Regions from separate parts of the Anas platyrhynchos genome. Here region 2 is linked to region 1. The links are chromatin contacts, called in public Hi-C maps. All regions are on one chromosome and are shown on one strand. Each heading gives the region's core, a stretch centred on a gene start, on an enhancer-like site or on the middle of the called end of the contact. The rest is flanking DNA. Distances are from core to core; before and after follow the strand shown. Region 1 holds the start of SELENON (selenoprotein N). Region 2 overlaps MACO1 (macoilin 1).

The links. Hi-C and Micro-C count contacts between places; a contact is called where the count stands out from the background.
Region 2: a contact with region 1 is called in a Hi-C map of skeletal muscle, with 1.7 times the contacts expected there. The contact joins the enhancer-like site here to the promoter of SELENON in region 1. A contact is called at or near these places in 2 of 8 Hi-C or Micro-C datasets (skeletal muscle and subcutaneous adipose tissue).

The regions. Positions count from the first base shown.
Region 1 is chr24:129,908-133,560 of IASCAAS_PekinDuck_T2T, reverse strand. It overlaps SELENON (selenoprotein N), which reads left to right and starts at 1,898. Exons shown (of 11, transcript XM_038167158.2): 1 at 1,898-2,091. The coding sequence starts at 1,984. LOC119713574 (low density lipoprotein receptor adapter protein 1) reads left to right here. Exons shown (of 19, transcript XM_072027445.1): 19 at 1-243.
Region 2 is chr24:199,149-202,830 of IASCAAS_PekinDuck_T2T, reverse strand. MACO1 (macoilin 1) reads left to right here. Exons shown (of 11, transcript XM_038167153.2): 11 at 1-79. Among named protein-coding and RNA genes, the nearest start is that of MACO1, 29 kb to the left of the region's middle. Within about 2 kb of position 1,365, at least 1 of the 8 cell types and tissues checked has an H3K27ac peak or open chromatin away from gene starts, as enhancers often do.

The DNA.
Region 1 (3,653 bases), core at 649-3,148:
TCAAAATTGTAACTAAATCAAAACCTGTCAGTAAATTTCTTGATCCTAATGTATTTTTATATATTTTTTCTGTGCTCTTAAAACACATTTACCACACATCATATCTCATTTAACTTTCCCTTAGTGTTTTTGTGTTTTTCTACTTTTATTTGGAACTAAATGTTATGAGTCACTTGTAATACTTTCACTGCTGTAATAGTCAAATCTGTGAAAGAGAATAAAAGTCTTGTAAAATAAAAAGCATTTATGGGTTGAGCCTGCTTTAAAGCCATCTGTCAAAGACCTGTTACATTGTGCTTGGAATAACTAGGTGACAATACTGGATTATTTCAGGAATATTTCACAATGTATGTTGATTTCCAGCATAGCCTACTTGTATGGATAGCAATTCCCACCTGCACCAGCTCTTTTAAATCATTTGTTCACTGTCCGGTACAGATTAGCAGGAGTACTATTAAATGTCTTATTTTATAGCAAAAACTAAATCATCCCCAGATAAGTTTGCTCTTTCATATACATTGTTTCTGGAATAAAGTAACAGGAGAAAAAGAAAGGAAAAAAATGAAGCCAAATTCTTCCGTGTGTCCTGGTACTGAATTAGCTTTTTACCCTGTGTGTCCTTGGTATGTGACTCTGGGCAGGGTAACTGTGTAGAGATGTTCATACATCACTCTTGTTCTGACCCTGGTAGTTGTAGAGTACTTGCTTAGCAGTACTGCTTAGCAGTTCTTGCAACTGGGGATGGATCTTGAATTGTTGCTCCCACCAGCCTTTTTTCTGGTCATTGCAAAGCTGCATGGTCTTTGGTAACAGAATATTTTTCTCCATTCTTGTGACACTCTTGATAATTGGTTCAGTCAGCACTTAGGGAAGAAGAAATTGCTTGAAGCAAGTTGTGGGAACAAAAAATGTGTTTCTAAATTCATGCCTGTGTAATTCCCAAAGAGAAATAATGTTGTTAGATATGGATTTAGCATTATTCAAAGAATAAAGATAGGGGATGGAATGCTTAGCATAGAGGAATGGTTATTGGTAAATAAATGTTTTGCAGCAGCGGAAAGGAAAGGAAAGGAAAGGAAAGGAAAGGAAAGGAAAGGAAAGGAAAGGAAAGGAAAGGAAAGGAAAGGAAAGGAAAGGAAAGGAAAGGAAAGGAAAGGAAAGGAAAGGAAAGGAAAGGAAAAAGAAGAGAAGAGAGGAGAAGAGAGGAGAAGAGAGGAGAAGAGAGGAGAAGAGAGGAGAAGAGAGGAGAAGAGAAGAGAAGAGAAGAGAAAACAACAACAAAAAACAGTCGTAAATTTTTCTGAGCAATGGAAGGATTTCAGTGTAGTTGCATATAAGTACAAGAAGGAGACTGAGTTAAGGGGAAAAGATTAAAATGGCTATATTTGTATCTCTCTTGGCCATGCCACTGCTAAGGAGCAATGTGGCAACCCCACCGAAGAACCTGAAAAGCACAAAGAACAGTTTCATGCTGTTGTAAAGGTCTGTGACCAGCATGATGGCAGAAATGGCACACAGATGGCTGGCATGCAGGAACGATTGCAGGGATCATTGCAGGATGGCAGCACAACGTCTACTTCCAGATTGCTGAGGAGCACTGAAGCCCCCCAGGCTACCTAAGAAGATGGATACAGCTCTTTTTGGCTATATACCGAGACCACTTTTGAAATTGCTTGGTGTGTGTATGGGAAACATGCCACTCTCCGATAATTAAAAACAAAACTACGGAGAGAAATGAGACTGCAGCGGAGGACGGTGAGCAATCTACTCTAAGAGCCCGCGTAGCTGATAAACTGCAGCAAATTTAAAGCAAAAACGTAGCTTTTCCTCCGAGGCATACCAAAGCCTCCCCCCCCGCCCGGCCAGGCCTCCTGGCGCGCAGGCCTTCACCCGGCCCCGGCCCCCCCTTCGCCGGCGCCGCCCGCCTGACGCCTCCCCCGGGCCGCGGGGCAATGGCGGCGCGGCGGCGCTGAGGGTGGCGGCATGGCGGGGCCCGGGGCGGTTTCTTCGCGGCTGGCGCTAGCCCTCGCCGCCTTGGCCGCACTGGCCGCCGTCAAGTACTACCGGGACGCCGAAGCCGCCCGGCAGCAGGTACCGAGAAGATGAGGGCTCGGGGGGGGCGCCTGTAGCCGTGCAGCCCCTGACGGAGGAGGGTGCGTGCGGAAATGGCGGGAGGAGCCGGCGGTGACGGTCGCCGCAGGGCTGTCGGGACCGCAGGGGCGAGGGGACGGCGGGCCTTGAGGTGGCGGCTGGGGTGGAGGTGGTCGTCTCTGGCCTGAGGTGAGCGCGGAGCTTTGGTAGCCAACAGCCGTCAGTGGCTGCGGGGCATGAGGTGGCTGTGAGTGAGGTGACCGTAGAGCTGTGGTGCTCACCGTACGCGGCCGTCTGTGGGCTGGAGGTTCTGTAGAGCAGGCTGAGGTGTTTTAGAGCAGTGGCGGGCACCGGCCTCAAGTCATCGCTGGGATTGTGTCAGCCACTGCCAGGCTGCAATGGATGCAGAGTTGTGATCGCCACCAGGCACTGATGGTGACCGCAGATCTGTGGTGACCACCGGGCTGGAGATGGCCGCTGTTGGGCTTGAGGTGGCTGCCAAAGGCTGAGGTAACCGCCAGACACCAGAGACCATCACACAGCCCGGTGCGGGACACAGGCACCTCCCAGTGAACTCCGTGATGGCAGAGCTTTACTGCCAGCCTCACGGGTTTGAGCTGTGCCTAGCCACGGTGCTTAGGGTTTGCGCTGAGGACTGTTTCTAACTCAGTCATTGTGTCTGGCTGGGCCTCTGCCTCCTCCCCTGTCTGCTTTGAGTCCAGTGGCCCCAGCCAGAAGAGGGAGGGACAAGCGAGAGCCTCAGACCCCCAGCCCTCTTCTTGACATAATGCTTTACACCTCGTCACATGGCCTCTAAAGATGTCTTTTCTTGCTACTTTATTTCCTTTAAAAAAGGCCCCAAATGCTCAGATTTTTTTTTTATACTAAAAATGCAGCTTTTGTGTGCCTTGAATGACTGTCAGTGGAAGTAGCAAAAGAATAGAGAATGGGAGCTGAAAAATGCAATTTTATATTTTTAAATTTGGCTTCTTGATATTGTTTCTGATTGTAATTTTTATAATTCAGTTGACTTGCATTAAAATGCAGGCGTTGGTATTTCTATAAATAAAAAGACAAGTGTTTTTAAAGTGACAGGGCACTGCTGGAGATAGGAACAAAATGTGAACAGTCCAAGGTGTTTATTATTTTCCATTTAGATGAGCAACCCACGAGCAGGTGGGAGAAGAATACTCTTTGTGAACACCATAGCTCTCTTCCTCTACAAAATGACCAAGAAAGCTGTACTTTGTGAGTATGAAAATGAATTTGCGAAGGGAGTGATCCTGCAGAGCTGATACAGTGTGACAGTACTTTCTGGGGCACAGCTTTCTCTGCTTTAGCTGGCTCCTTAAAGGGATGCGTTGTTTGGTGGAGACAGGAGGCCTGTAGGGCTGCTGTATTCAGCTAGCTGCTGGTGTTCATGAGATACGCTCATGCATGCACAGCCATAAGTCGCCTGACCAGAAAGCTACTGTCTGTCTCTCTGACCAGTTGTGGTCGTCGGAATAATTTTCTGGTGGTTCTGCGGCTGATGTTTTTTCATTGCTTAACCAATGTGAAAA
Region 2 (3,682 bases), core at 116-2,615, 70 kb before region 1:
TATTGTGAAGGCGGAATTGTGCAATGTACTGTATACAAGAGACTGTAAAGCTGGCTAATAAAAGCTGCAGTTCTGTTTTTTTTTTTTTATTATTTTTATCATTATTTTATTCTACCATGATTTACACTCTACATCACCTTGTATTTGACAGTTCAAATGGAGCAGAATATTTTTCAGCTTTTGTGCCAAGGAGTTTTTAAAGAGTTTTTAACAGAAATTCATAAAATGCACAAAGGCTTAAAGTCAAATGTATAATATACGCTGATAGAAAGTGTTTGCACTGGTAACTTCTGAAGTGTTTCAGTTTTTTGAGGGTGGGGATTGTGGAGAGATGGGAAGCAAAAGTGTGCTGAGAAGTAGCAGAATTATAAACCCAGCATTATGATTTTGCAAACATGCAGTGGACGCTGGAAAGTTCTTCTCAAGAAAAAACAACAACAAACACCAAAAACCTTATTTCTTTCAAGTTTCATGGTATTTGGCATGTATGCCTCAATTAAAAAAAAAAAAATGAAGTAGTACACCAGTCAGTAGAAGTGTTAAAGTTTCATAATTTTACTCACAGATATCTTTTTGGGATAAAACTTATGGCTTTAGCCAGGTGTGCATGTTCCTGTCATTTGCATTTTTGAATCATCTTGTATAATTGTCACCATAAAAGTGTTACTCAGAAATGTCATAGTTTTTTCATCTTTGTGTAAAACATGAAATAGTGTCACTGAGTTTTTGTGCTGAGGTTACCCCATGTTGCTGTCTACTTTGGCTACTGTCTCAATGCAGTGCCAGAGCTAAAAGGAACAAAGGGACCACTCTGGCTTCTTGTAGGTTAGTAAAGCTCCTGCTGGTCTTAGTGCTAGAGGACGAGGCCCAGGGTCGGTCAGTATCATTTGCAGTGGCACAGGTTTTCTTAGGCCAGTCAGAATGGAGATCCCTGCCCTGTGCCAAAGGTATTCATAAGGTATTCATGATCTGTCTCCCACGTTGAAGAGCATTTTTGGTCAAACTCCTGCTCCCTGTAACACTGATCCCCAGCACAGCGTGGTTAGATTTGCTGTTGGCTGAGTTCCTGGTGCCACCTGCACTTGCTGACTCTGCTTGAGGGTGAGAGAAGGGGGCTGACGATCCCTGCTGAGTGCTGCACCTCTCACGCAGGGATCTCAAAATGCTTCCAAATAGGACAAGGATTTTGCTTTGCAATTTGAAGGAAAAAAAAAGATAAAATAAAAAGGATAAGAGGCCAGCAAAAGCCAAGGCTCTTTTCCAGAAGAGGATTTGGTGGCTTTTTAGAGAGGTCAGTGCCTGTTGTTCCCTTTGTGATCAGCTGAGATCTGAGCACTCTGCCTTTGGAGAGACAAGCTTAGCAGCCACGTGACCAGATTCCAGCATTGCTATTAAAAGCTCAAAAACCCCTAGTCAGCTCTTCCCCTGAGTCTGAATATGAAAAATAAATAAAGGGAAAAGGAAAAAAAAAAAAAAGTCAGATTATTGTGCTTGCTATCTGGCTTTCTGAACTTCCACTTTTTGTAATTTTTACCACAAAAATCTAGAGACCTAATTTTTTTTCATAGAAGTGAAGACTTTTAATCTGATAACATAACCCTCAAAGTTGCACGTAAAACAGCAATACTTGCAAGGACTAACCATTCCAAAAGGTACAAAGCACATCCAGAATAAAACTGGAAATAAAATTGTCTCTGGTCTCTGCATGCACTCACCGTTAAATGCTTTTTAAAATTTTTTATTTTTTATTTACCAGCATTTTCCAAACAGTCACAGCCCTGCCTGCCCCCCTCTTCGTGGGAAGGACCAAGGACATTTTGTTGGGACAGAAATCCCTGATAAAGTCTACGTCTGGACAGCTGGGTACACCTCCCCAAAGGCAATGCGCAGTATGTACAGATCTAGCGGAGACATACAGCTACAAGGAGCAATCTCAGCACGCAAAGAAAATCTGGACTGGAGGGTAAGGAGATTATAAAGATTAAATAAGATGAAAAGAGATGTTTAGAATTATTATTAGCTTCAAAATCTGCACAACCAGAGCAGCAAAGCACTGTCCATATGCTGTTTTACATCTGCATAGTCTTGATGGCTTTGTTCCTGTCTACACCTTGAATGTAATGTTCTGGTACAATCTGAACACAAAGCAACACTAGCAATAATAAAGTCTGTCTCTAATGAGACAGCACTGGACGTATTGAATCTGGCTGGGTAGAAGCAGCTGGAAATAGCATCTTAAATGCAGTAATGTGACAGGAGAGATGACACAGACAGTACTGCTGGGTAGAGACAAATGAGAACACAGAATTTTCTTAAGGAAAGCCTGAAAAAATGTTATAATTAAGAATGAGTTAAATTGAGCCTAATGCTGAGATTACATCAGGTCGTTGTGGCTTTTCACAGAGTTCAAATAAACCCCCTTTGCATCTGTGCTATGAATTTCCTAATCTACACCTGCTCTAATGTGGCAGAAAAAAGGTTGCTCACAGCAGCAAAGGATGTGAGATGAGGGGGGAATGGAGAATCTCCTAGGGGCTTGCTTTAGGGGATGAGAATAGGTTGAAAGCTTTTTTGAAGGAAATACATAAAAATCAAGAAATGGATTTTGCTCTCTCTTTCCTAAAAAATCCCCATCTGAGCAATGGGGCTATTCTCTAGAGGAAGATTTGCCTCTGAAAGGGACGGATGCTGGACCCAATGCCATCTTGGAGAATTATACACGTTGGTGTGTTTTTGCAGGGGAGTATGTAAAAAAAATCACTGAAATAATTCATTGCTATTTTTCAGCTTATGTTGTTCAACTCTTTTGAAATAAATAAGCTGTTAGTGATATTGTGACATCCCTTGCACTCTGCCAAGCCTGAAGTTGCACTCTGTCAGGGACTGAGCACATGCTCCCAGCCCTGACTTCCATCTCGAGCTTCCGTACCACAGAGTACGCTGCCTTGCTGAGTATATTCGCCTCCCTAAGGCATGTGGCCACATCATCAGGGTGCCAAACCCCAATGCTTAATTCCAAGCATGACATTAAAAGAGACCAGATCCAGCCTTTGGGGGAGTAAAGCAGGAGTAGCCAAAATCCCAGCAGCCCAGAATACACCTGCAAGCATACTTCATTATTTGAGTCAAACTGAGGAAAAGTTTCAGCTATAAAGAATGGGAGACTATAAAATCCTGGATATTTTGGTGTTGCGTGTGGTTTTTGTTTGTTTGTTTGTTTGTTTTTTTAAGTATGGCAGTTCAAAGAGTCGTCTCAAAAAGAATTATTTTAGTTTTGGTAAGGGTGAATAATTTAAAAGGTTTAAAAAGTTTAAATAACCCCAAGGAAAAAAAAAAAAAAACCTTCTGAAATGACTGGGCAGAGCATGGCAGGGCTGGGAAGGTCAGACAGGCTGTGCTCACAGCTAGCAAGAAAGCAACGTTTCAAAAAACAAACAAACAAAAAGCTGTTGTGCCATCCTCAGCCCTTAGACGTGAATGGAGAGATTTGACTTTGCTTCCCTGGCCTGTACAGCTCACCTGCCTGCGGGCTGCTCTTGATGGTAGGATGGCCTGGGCTTCCTGGCATGACAGGAGGCTGAAAGGTACAAAGCTGTGAGGTTGAGAGCCCGAGGCCCTGCCTCCCTCGCGGGGAGGTGACACTGGTAATTTTTCACCCTCGCAAGGATCTTTTAAACTCAAA